Linked DNA regions of Gossypium arboreum: regions 1 and 2 are each linked to region 3. The links are chromatin contacts, called in public Hi-C maps. All regions are on one chromosome and are shown on one strand. Each heading gives the region's core, a stretch centred on a gene start, on an enhancer-like site or on the middle of the called end of the contact. The rest is flanking DNA. Distances are from core to core; before and after follow the strand shown. Region 1 holds the start of LOC108470473. Region 2 overlaps LOC108489294. Region 3 holds the start of LOC108454505 (NADH dehydrogenase [ubiquinone] iron-sulfur protein 1, mitochondrial-like).

Region 1 (3,722 bases), core at 1,191-3,690, 350 kb before region 3:
TGCATACTTCTTTTGCTCCTCAGTCAACTCGGTTTGCACCCCCACTTTTTTACCTGCCCAAGGACTCTTTTTATTCTTCATCAACCATACGTCACTGGCCGGATTGTCAATCTCTGTTGGATCAACCTCATGCTCACCACCCACAACCTCATTCTCCATTTCAACATCCTTCATTTTTCCAATTTTTCGCTTCTTTTGCTCATGTTGTGGAATGTTATAGACTGAAATGGCATCATTCTTCTGCAAAGCATCCAAATCACCGATATAGTTGTTCCCCGAAGGGTCAGCAGCATAACCATATTTGTGGAAGGTGTTGTATTGCTCATCAAAAACAAAAGAATCAATTGCGGCATCCTCAACAAATCCCAGCTTGTGATTGCGCATGCCCTGGGCGATGCCATCCTTGGCATATGGATGAGCTGGGCCATAAATAGGGGCCCAGAGTTGGTCATAGGTGGGATTGAAGACAACAACATGCTGGCTTGGATCAATGGGCTTCGAATGGGATTGATGCGCTTTTGCTACTGTTAAGGCCAGCATTGTGTCATCAACCTTGGGTGCAGCAGATTTGGAAGGGATGAGTCGTGGAGGTGAAGAGTCTGGAGATGAAGTAGATGGCTGGTGACTTTGGTCTTCACCATCACTTTTATCTGCATATGTTTGGAGAAGATCCATGGAAGGCTTCTTGAAAGCCTAATTCATATAAACATAGATATTACTTGGGGTATTTGTCATTGAATTATATTTAGATTATCAGAAAGGCACAAGTAGAAAATTATACCATACTTTATTTGAAAATTTATTTGGGGATAAGATAAACACCATAGTTTGTCTTAGTTAACAAACCATAGAAGACAATAAAAGGAGAATCACAAGACTTGCTTGAATTTTTACTTATGTTAAGATGGTCTTTTGAAAGCTTTCTACAAAAGAAATAGAGATGCTTATAGATTCTTTATAGAATCCAGTTCATCAAAAACAGGAAGAAAAAGAGAAAACATTACTGTTGATGGTGACACGGAGATGTTAACAACAAGGAATAGAAGAAAAGCTAATAAGAATGACTTGGTTATGATGCAATTTAAGAAGCAAGGGGAAATGCTGGATCTGAAAGAGTGCAAGCATAAGCGTATTGAACATAAAGTGAGCAAGTACTAAAATACCTTCTTCTTTGGTCGTGATAAAAATTAAGAAGAATCAACAACACATTTGAATCATTTTTTCCCTTGATGAGAGTGACAAACAGACAACAGATAGACTAAAAATATGAATTACAATCACCACTCCAAAAGCAACCAAGAAAAAGAACATCTTACAAGAAATGATTGATTAGAACCAAGAAAAAAGTAGGTACAACTGCCAGGTTTCAGACAAGAGATAACTAAGACTTCAAGAGATATCAGTACTGAACTTTATAGTAAGGAAATTCATAAACAAAAACCGACACGAAAAAATTACAACAAGAAAAAAGAAGGAATTTAAGGAGAAAAAGCTCGGACTAAAAACAAGTAATAATCGGAAATGCCATTACAACTATGCATAAAACTAACTCACAAAATAAGAGCGTAATCTCGACGGAGATTAGGAAACAAAAGATTTATTCTATTTTATTTTATTCAGAATAGACCTCAGTTTTTTAAGAAAATTTAATCTTTTCCGGAAAGGATTTCACTGGGAAATATCCTAGAAAGCGTAATAATTGTTTAGCACTTACTCTTTTAAACAAGTCAATGAGATTTTCAGTGGCTAAAATACTTTATTCGGAGTGGTAGAAATCCAGAGTTTCGAATGGCGCTGCTGTGTCATACCGCTATTTCGGAGTAGCGGCACCCTCCCCCCGTAAAGATCTCAATAACAGTGTGAACAAATTTCACATCAATAGCAGCGGATGGCAGCCGCAAATAGCAGTGTAACTAAAAATAGAGACCATAACGGTCCACTATGTCCACTATTTCCACTAAACAGACAGAGTATGAGACGACACAGCGTAACAAGCAGTATTATCGAAAACAGAAAGTAAAATATTAAAAAACAATGCAGAGGCAGAGACCAGAAAACTCAAAATCTCATTACTCAAGTAGAAAACTTCAACTTATGTTTAGAGTTCAAAAATTTACCTCAGTTAATTTCCTGACCTGCCAGAAACTTGAAGGCAATAGAGGGCTTGGGTCAGGGACTGGAGAAGGAGGAGAAGAAGGATAAAATATGAGGAAGAGAATGACGAGGCCGGGACGAAGTGGTGGCGGCAGGTTTGTTTGGAGGCGGAGATGTGTGAACACAGAATATATAAACTATCAAAACTTAAAATGAAGAGGGAGAAATTGATGCTTACTTGGGTATTTTGAAACAGGCGTGGTTTTCCAAAATTTCGGAAAAGAAAGGAGAAGAAGCACTAGTACGTGAGAGGAATCGATTAGAAGGTTGGAAACGAGCCATCCAAAGGTAAATAATTAATTATAGTCGCTTCTAAATCAATAAATAAAAAGATAATAAATTTTAACGTAAATAAATTTATATATTCTTACATTGAGAATAATATATATCAATTAAATTAAAATTAAATTGACTCTATAAAAATTAGGTCGTGTGCTCTAAAGATAAAAACCATTAATAAATTTTTGACTTAACAATATTATCTTATAATTATAAAATTTTAAGTTTGATTTTAAGTAATTTTATTTTTTAATTATTAAAAATAAGAAATTAGTTATTAGTTTTTTTCTATTTTGGTTATATTTTTAATTTAGCCAATATCTTTAATTTAAATTCATTTTTATTTCTTAATTATTTTTATATTTTTCTTTTCCTTATTCTTTTTTCTTTATTTCTTTTCATTCTCTTTCTCTCTTTTTCTAATTTTCTTCCTTAAACCCATTTATTTCTCTTGTTGTAGAGAGTCTCCATACTTGGTTTAAAAATTGTTCTGTGGTCTCAAGCTTATTTGCTTGTGGAAGTGCAGATAATACCACAAGTTGTTTGTTCTCAATACGGTTTGACAAACGGTGTAACAGTAGCTCTTATTGTTTAAGTTCTTGTTTGGATATATTTTCTTATTTCCTACCCGATAAGAAAAGTGATAAGTGTTGCTATAACCCCTCACCATTAATGTCATTTTAATGATGAGAATGGCAATCAAGCTTTGAGATTCCTACAAATAGTTATCTTGCCTGATCTTAAGTGATTTTCAACTATTGGACTTTCTTCTAGTGTCATGGGTCATGGATTAAAGCACATGACTATTTGGCACATAACATCCCATAAAGAGCAACTGATTAAATAAGGTTATTATGACTCGCTTGAACTAGTCTGACTTGTGGAACATATGGAGAAACCCATTTACTTTAAGCTTTAGTGACCTAGTGAACCACTCTAGTAAAACTAGAGTTACTAGGGTAATTATTGTAAATCTTAAAGGATAAAGATGCATAGAGTTTAAATCCCTTAGGACTCTCATATTGTAGATAGCCTTTAATTTGGATTGTCGATGTAACTCAATCTGTACCGTTGAATTTGGGGGAGCTCAACTATAAATAGAGGACTTCCCCCTCATTTGTAATCACTTAGTTGTAAACCTTCAAAGTAATAGAACACTTTTGAGAGCATTTACTCAAACATTTAGTGTGCGCTATTTTTCTATGGCTTATTTGTTCTCTCATTGCTCCTTTGTTTTGAGTTTACTTCTGCTTTGCTTTGGTGCCTTAGAGAATTTCTACAATAATTCT
Region 2 (3,782 bases), core at 832-3,331, 320 kb after region 3:
TTCCAAACACATGTTTAGTAGTATTCATTTAAATGATAACTAGAAGCATAAATCTTTCTGTAGGTTCCTATCCCCCTGATATGGTGAGGCATCTTCCATTTTTCCTTCTGTGTTTTTTGTTTTGGGAGAGGTGTTGACTGGATAGATTGAAGGTTCAGTTTACTGACTATTATATTATAACAATTATGATACCAATCTAATTATCCCTTCTGTAATCTGATTGGCAGTAAATCTGGCATTGGGAAGGGAATGTTGGTTGAAGAGCAAAAGAAGATGAAACAACATTTAAAGGCTCTAGAGATGGAGGACATATCTTCGTTTATGGAATCTCTTCCTTCCAACTTTCTCATAATATTGCGGACAGAGTAAGATAAATTCAGTAGCCTATTTGGAGTTCAATAGCTCCTAATCTCATTTTGGTCTTTTCTGTTTTAGTGAATTACTGAGATCTACAGTAAGCAAGCTTGGTGCTTCAAAATGGGTGAGGTTGCTAACCTATGGAAAATATGCCTCACTTGGTCTCTCTCTGAAGTCGAATCCATGCTCTGGTAAACAGTTCTTCTAAACCCTTTTTTTTTTTCCTTTAATTTTATTCTAAATCAGTTGTTATCTGGCCAAGCCAGGGAGAGCTTTTAATGGATGCATCTGTTGTTGTGTTTGTACATTTACGAGTGTATAGTAAGAAAGAGATTTTTATATTCATGAGCAGTTAACGTCGGTATTCTTGGAAGGAACTGATTTTGTGGTCGCATATTTTGTTTTAATTTACAATTTAAGGAATACGATTACTTTATCCTCGTGTGTTCAGATTTGACATCATTGGCCCTATATACCAGATTGATAGGAAATATAGAATACATTCTTCTAAGGCTTACTATAGGTAAGGTTTTTTCTTCTCATAAGTTCTGATATGTAGGTATGTCAGGTAATAAAAAAAAAGGTACCTGAATGATTGGAACATTTTAACATTTTCAGGGGTAACGACTCTGGTTTTGTGGATGGAGAAGCTGAAGCGATGTCTGAATAAGTTTTATGGAAAGATGAGTGCTGCTGGAAAAGGTATGGCGACAATGTTCTTCAACATCTACTTCAAAATGTAGATTCTTTTTCCTTTCTTTTTTGTCTTATGTACTTCGTTATTTACACTAAGTAAATTTTGAGCAGAAGCCATATGTAGATAAAGCTTCCTAGGGCTCAAGGAGCACTGTATTGTAGTTTGATATTGGCTTTTATTGTAGAACTATAAAATTACTCTGAATCTGAAGAATTGTAAGAACAAGAATATTACTCAAAGCTTAACTTGGTGATGAAATTATTTCAAGAAGTACCATTTACTGGGTATGGATTTTGAGTTCAAGCATTTGCAAATTTTTACTACAATCTTTTACGTCAGAAAAAGGAAAAACAAACTTAGATAAGAATTTAAAAACTAGTTTATATATATATGTAGAGAGAGAGAGATTTATATATAAAAGCATTCATTTGGAAATATTTTTAATCACTGAAAATTTTTATTATTCATTATTGTTATATCCAGGCCAAATGGGCTAAGGCCTGTAACAAGGCCCAAAAGAGCTCAAGTTCCAACTGGTACAAAGATCACATGAGCTTAGGCTTTATAAAGTACAAAACATAAATGCTATGCTAGTAAGAACAATGTCACGTGGCACGTAGAGGAATCACCTCTAGCTTTTATCCGACTCAAAAGCTATGCATAGTGTGACTTGCCAACATTCCTAGCGAATAAGAAACATTGCATTAGCTAAAAAGACTAGATCAGACTAGATTTGGGCAATTAAGGGGCAACTTAAAGCTTTATTACATATGTTAAAATTTAACTTAATTTTAGCTTTGACCACGTATATATTTGGATCCAGACCAACCACTTACGATCCTTGTTAGTCGATAGCAAGTTTTAGCCCAAATCCTATCTAATGACTAAGTTCTGGAACAACTAATCAACTAAAAAAGTCAACTTCAACTCATCGGTGTGTTTTCTCTAAGATGCCACCAGTTTGGTTTACTAATCAGTTACCATTGGATAATGCCAAAATCTTTTGAGAATTGGTCCTTCGCAACCACTTCTACCGTTACGACGATTGTAACACCCCCTTACCATGTAAGAAATGCTACATTTACGTACCAAACACATCACTCATGTTCTACTCATCTTTTAGACTCATTTGAAGCTATTTAAGGCTTCTTCAATAATTTCTAAACTGAATATGTAATCTGGTTGCAACCAGAGATCATTCAGAGACCCCTTGATGTAAAAAACAACATAAATTAAGAAAACAAGGTAGAGGTATTGACGCATGCCCCAATTTATCGGTACCTTGACCTTGATACTATTCATTTTTACATTATGTTTGAGCTTTATCAATACAAGCCCTCTAAGTATCAAAATTTGGGTGTATGGAAGCTAAAATCAAGCTTAAAAATACCTCAAAAAGTGTCATAACTTACTCCAATTAATCCCAATCATTCTCAATCATTCTTTGACCTTAAAATACTCCTAATTATCTTTGTAAACATCATGCAATTCATCTATTAGAGTTGTATGACCCAACTTCTTGTTAAAAAAAATAATGGCAAAATAAGGGGATCTGTGGGGGCAAAGGTCGAGGGCCATAGCCGCCGCAAATCTCCATTAAGTATAAAATTAGACTGGGGTCGTAACCGAGGGTGTGCCCTCACGATACGGTACAAGCTGTACAAGTGAAATCTGTATAAAAGTACACTTATTCTGTTTGATATTGATTAGAATAAGGTGTTTCAACCTTACTACATTGCTTCTATTTGACATTGATTATAATAAGGTTTTTCAACCTATAAATAGATGTAGTCTAAACTCCTCTTGTATCATTCAAATTTAACATTAGTGAATTTTCTTCTCCACTATCAATGGTTTTTCTCCCGAAAGGGTTTCCACGTGAAATCTGTGTGTTCTTATCTTTCTTTCTTTTTGCTTTGCGATCGTTTTATATTGTCATTGTCGACGTTCAACTTTTACATCATCCATGTTCAATCTCCATCTAATGTACCACAAAGGTTCAAAACCTCTCCATTTAAACAAAACTCAACTTTGTGCCAGTTCCCTAACTATCTATCACTTTCCTACTTACTGGATACCTAGGTACATGCCACACTAATTCAAAGACACAAAATCCATGGTTCTCAATTCTTACCTTATTGATGAGTTGTGATTTGACAAACCATGCTCAACCTTTTTTTTTGCACAAACACTTTCTGCAATCTACGCATTTGAAAACAAGTTAAGCTTCATAGGAGCTTAGTAAGTTGATCCAGGAGAAAGCAGAAGAAGATTGTATTCAAGTTGTTCGACTCGAGAAAGAAATATTTGGATCACACTTGAAAAGAAAAAAGACAAACAGATTTAGAAAAATAAGAAAAACAAAGAAAATTTTAAAAAATAAAAATAAGGATAAATATTCAACATAATAACTAAATAAAGAAAACAACTTGAATTTCTTATTGATCAAATTTGAGTGTTTTTGAGTTGTTTCATTATGCTAAATACAATGTTTTGGCCGATTTTGCTTGAACAGCCTCTAAAAATTGTCTTTACCTTTAATTTTTTTTTTTGAAAAATATTGATTTCAGTGGGTAAACGAATTCAAATTGATCTGAAATTTTGTTTACTATTTCTTGGAAGTTTATTAAATTGAAAAAAAATATTTCCCACAAAAAAATTGAAAAAATAAAGAAAAGTAAAAAAAAATTAAAAAAATTAAAAAAAAAACATTTGTGGGTTGAATTTT
Region 3 (3,759 bases), core at 97-2,596:
AATCCAAGAAGGCAACAGCATGACAAGCTTGAAAGAAAATTATCACAAGAATTATTGTTTACAATCACATAAATACTTAGATATTAAGAAATTTTAAGTACAAATCTAGACACATTTCCATGCATGGTTACTAAAACATGTAAAACAAAAATGAAGATGAAAACAAACATTTATGACTGAATTTATAAAGATCAAATCGATCATAATTCTGTATCTTTATGAAGACTATATGGAACTAGTAGCAAGACATTAAATAACAGAGATTAAAGAGAATAAAATAGTATAGAATAATTTGAGAACCCTAAATCCAAATTACTAGTATCCTGAAACACGTCAAAAATCTGCAAAGAAATTCAAATCCGTTCATCTAATTAAATTCAAACACACTAGTAAAATTGAGAAAACAAAATACAAAATATAATAATTGTTAAATTGAAACGCTAACCAGGGAGAGCAGGCATGGCACAAGAGGCGACGGGCTTGGGGGATTTTTCAACCTCGACGAGGCACATACGGCAGTTCCCAGCGATTGAAAGTCGATTATGATAACAAAACCGCGGAATGTCAACACCAGCAATTTCGCAGGCCTGAAGAACGGTCATGCCCTTGGGGATTTTCACCGGGAAGCCATCGACGAACACCTCGATGGCATCATCCGGGTTCGTGAAGTGGATCCGTGCACCGCCAACGGGTTTCTTGGGTGGAGAAGGAGTGGTTTCTGGCTGCGGTGCTGCTGCTGCTGCCGATGAGGCGTCGGGGGATTGGAGCTCGGATTGGGTGACGATGGGTCGGAATCTAGAGTATTGGGAATGGAGGATTCTTGACGATTTTAGGGTTCTTGAAGCTAATAAGCCTAAACCCATTTTTCTGGCAGCCCGAAGATAGGCTTAGCCTTTCCTTTGTTGGAGCTGTGAAGTGAGAGAAGGGAGTGGCGATTGGCGAGAGATTCGATTGGAACTGTTGGGTTGAATGTGTGTCATCCACTGGCGTGTGATTCCCACAAGAAGTCGGGCTTCAAGTTGACCCGTTTTTGTCTTCATGGACTGGTTTAGGGGCTTACAAAACGTCGTCGTAGCTTACAGTACTCGAATTGGGGAACAAAGGGGCCAAGCTCATTTCGATGTCCTATTTGAAGAAATTTTAGCCTAATCTTTTCAATTCACGTTACAGTAAGCTTTCATCTAAAGAAAGTAGGGATGTCGGTGCGGTTTCACGATCCCATCCCACTTCACACCCAATTAGGCTAGGATGGTACAGGTTTTGCGGGTACTGAAATAGAGATAAAGATAAATATTAGACTCATCGAGAGTCGTGGTTTTGATATTATACTCACCTCATTCCCGTTTGTCTCATCTTCACTTACCTCGAATAATATAATAAGTATATTAAAAAAATATTTATAAAAATTTAATTTAATAATTATTTTATTAGTATTTTATTTATTTATTACTATTTAATTTTTGTAATTGTGTTATATTTAAAAATATTTGTGATATATTTGAGACATTATTTGTATTTAAATATTATAAAAGGACTTTATTTTTAAAATTTTTAAATTAATATTGAAGTTATATTTTGTTTATCAATTAAAGGGTCATGATGACTTTTTTTAAATAGTGACAGTTGAAATAATGTCACATATGTAGTAAGAGTTCAAAGGATAAATATTTCATACATTTTTTATAAAAATTTTGATTTATATTTATTTAATTGATACTTATAAATATATTATATGAAGTGGGTCACGAGGCGGGTATAGCAGGGATTAGGTGAATTTAAGGACCCACGTAGGTGGTGAGCGAGGATGGTTTTGAGTTTTTTACCCGTAGTGGGTCGCTGGGCAGGGATGGGGATGAAAATTCTTGGTGAGGATGCCCCCACACCTGTGTCGCCCAATTGACATCCCTAAAAGCGAGACTTTATTTTGATAAAAGGAAAAGTAAATATATTTTTAGATAAATTATTGCAAAAATATAATAAGATAAGATGCTAATATTTTTAATTTTAATGTGAAGCCAATACTTTTAATCAAAATATCTAATACGATATCCCTAACATCATCTTGTTATAATTTTTTGGTATTTTGGTATATTAAAATTTATAATCAAATACCAAAATTTTAACCTAACACGAAATATTTAAAGAGATTTTATTAAAAATTTTGGTACTTGATTAGGAATCTTGGTACCGCATTAAAAGTTTTGAATATCAGATAAAAATTTTATTTCTTCAAATAATTTAGTATATTTTCAAATTTTTATATAAAATATATGAACCAAATTTAATGCATACTAACAAATTTATTTTTTATTTGATGTAACAATTATATATAATAAACAAAATAAAATATATTTAATCTGTATTTAAATATTATTTAAATATACCCAAATATATAAGACAATAGTACAATATATTATGGTATACCAATATATATATAGAGTAATATATAACAAATTATATTTAATTTTGTATACCAAAATACAAAATTTCTAATTAAATACCAAAATATTTAAGGCAATGCTATTGTTAGGATCAATATGCACTATTTTTGTTCGTACATGTTTCCCTTCAAATTTATCATCAAAATTTCCTTGCCTGTGCGACCCAATAGCCTGTACCAAGATTACTAAGGTCATACTAAAATAGCTTAGGGATGTTCTTAGTTGATGCGATACTAAATTTTTTTAATCGATACCAAAATTATTAAGAATGTCTCGTTTGAAATTTTAGTATAGAAAATACTAAATTAGAAATATCGGTTTTGGTGTCTTGTTAGAAATATCGGTAATGCATTAGAAATTCAGTATTTGTTATAAATATGGGCATCTCTACTAGAGATATTGGTATTGTTTAGAGATTTTGGTATCCATTAAAATTTAAAATTTTTGTTATTGTATTAGAAATTTTAATATTAACTTATAACTGGTTGATTTAGTTAAACCTTTTCCTTAACTTTTATTTTAAATTTACAACAAAATTATCGATGAAATTAGATTTAAAATAACAATGATAGTTAAAATTTTTAAATAAAAGATGCTTTCAGTGACAATTAATATATAAATATTACAAAATTATAAATCATGAGTAAATTATTATAGGGAAGTGAAAAAGTGAATGATATTATCTTCTTTAACTACTTTTGGAATAGTTTTTGTTCCAATCAAATTGGTAATAACCACAATACTATTGCCATTTTCTTCAAGAATAGCTTATTGGAGGAGAGATGTAAAAATAAATTCATTACTTTATCAACCAATAATAAATACATTTTAATTTTGTCATAATAAGATTTCTTCGATGATAAATCCCAATCAACTGACTTGACATTGATAAAGAACTCTAAGAGATCCTTTGCATCAGTAATGCTCAAAACTAGTCTCCATATGATCTATCCTCCTCTTCATCTTGAAGTCTTATCTCACATTTAATATAATAGTGCAAACACTTCAAATTTTTAGTTTAGTAAATGGTATTGGGAACATATATAGTGAAATTTTGATGAAATTGAAAACAAGCTTACTAATTGAATTTTTTTTAAGGAATTAATAAGGCAAAGAGGAAAAAAAATTAGCAAGGATAAATGTGACTTTGAAACTTAATTGGAGAGAGAATATGGATATTAAAGTGTAAATGAGAGAATATGAATATTAAAGTGTAAATGAACTATTACATTAGGAAAGGTGGATTTAAAAAAATTACCAAAAGAGACGTGGAAAGTATATTGGTACATGAAAATTGAAACTTAAGGTATGAATTAAG

The links. A called contact is a pair of places that touch in the nucleus more often than the background predicts.
Region 1: a Hi-C map of leaf shows a contact between it and region 3, with 2.0 times the contacts expected there. The contact joins the promoter of LOC108470473 here to the promoter of LOC108454505 in region 3. A contact is called at or near these places in 2 of 5 Hi-C or Micro-C datasets (both in leaf).
Region 2: a contact with region 3 is called in a Hi-C map of leaf, with 2.4 times the contacts expected there. The contact joins the enhancer-like site here to the promoter of LOC108454505 in region 3. A contact is called at or near these places in 2 of 5 Hi-C or Micro-C datasets (both in leaf).

What each region holds. Positions count from the first base shown.
Region 1 is chr7:48,906,371-48,910,092 of ASM2569848v2, forward strand. It overlaps LOC108470473, which reads right to left and starts at 2,441. Exons shown (of 4, transcript XM_053030425.1): 1 at 2,118-2,441; 2 at 1,715-1,847; 3 at 1-693. The coding sequence starts at 675.
Region 2 is chr7:49,571,535-49,575,316 of ASM2569848v2, forward strand. LOC108489294 reads left to right here. Exons shown (of 16, transcript XM_053030721.1): 13 at 228-365; 14 at 436-548; 15 at 976-1,059; 16 at 1,165-1,341. The coding sequence ends at 1,181. Among protein-coding and RNA genes, the nearest start is that of LOC128295353, 15 kb to the left of the region's middle. Within about 2 kb of position 2,082, at least 2 of the 2 cell types and tissues checked have an H3K27ac peak or open chromatin away from gene starts, as enhancers often do. A contact at or near this core is called in leaf, where this site is marked.
Region 3 is chr7:49,253,300-49,257,058 of ASM2569848v2, forward strand. LOC108454505 (NADH dehydrogenase [ubiquinone] iron-sulfur protein 1, mitochondrial-like) reads right to left here and starts at 1,347. Exons shown (of 5, transcript XM_017752991.2): 1 at 446-1,347. The coding sequence starts at 863.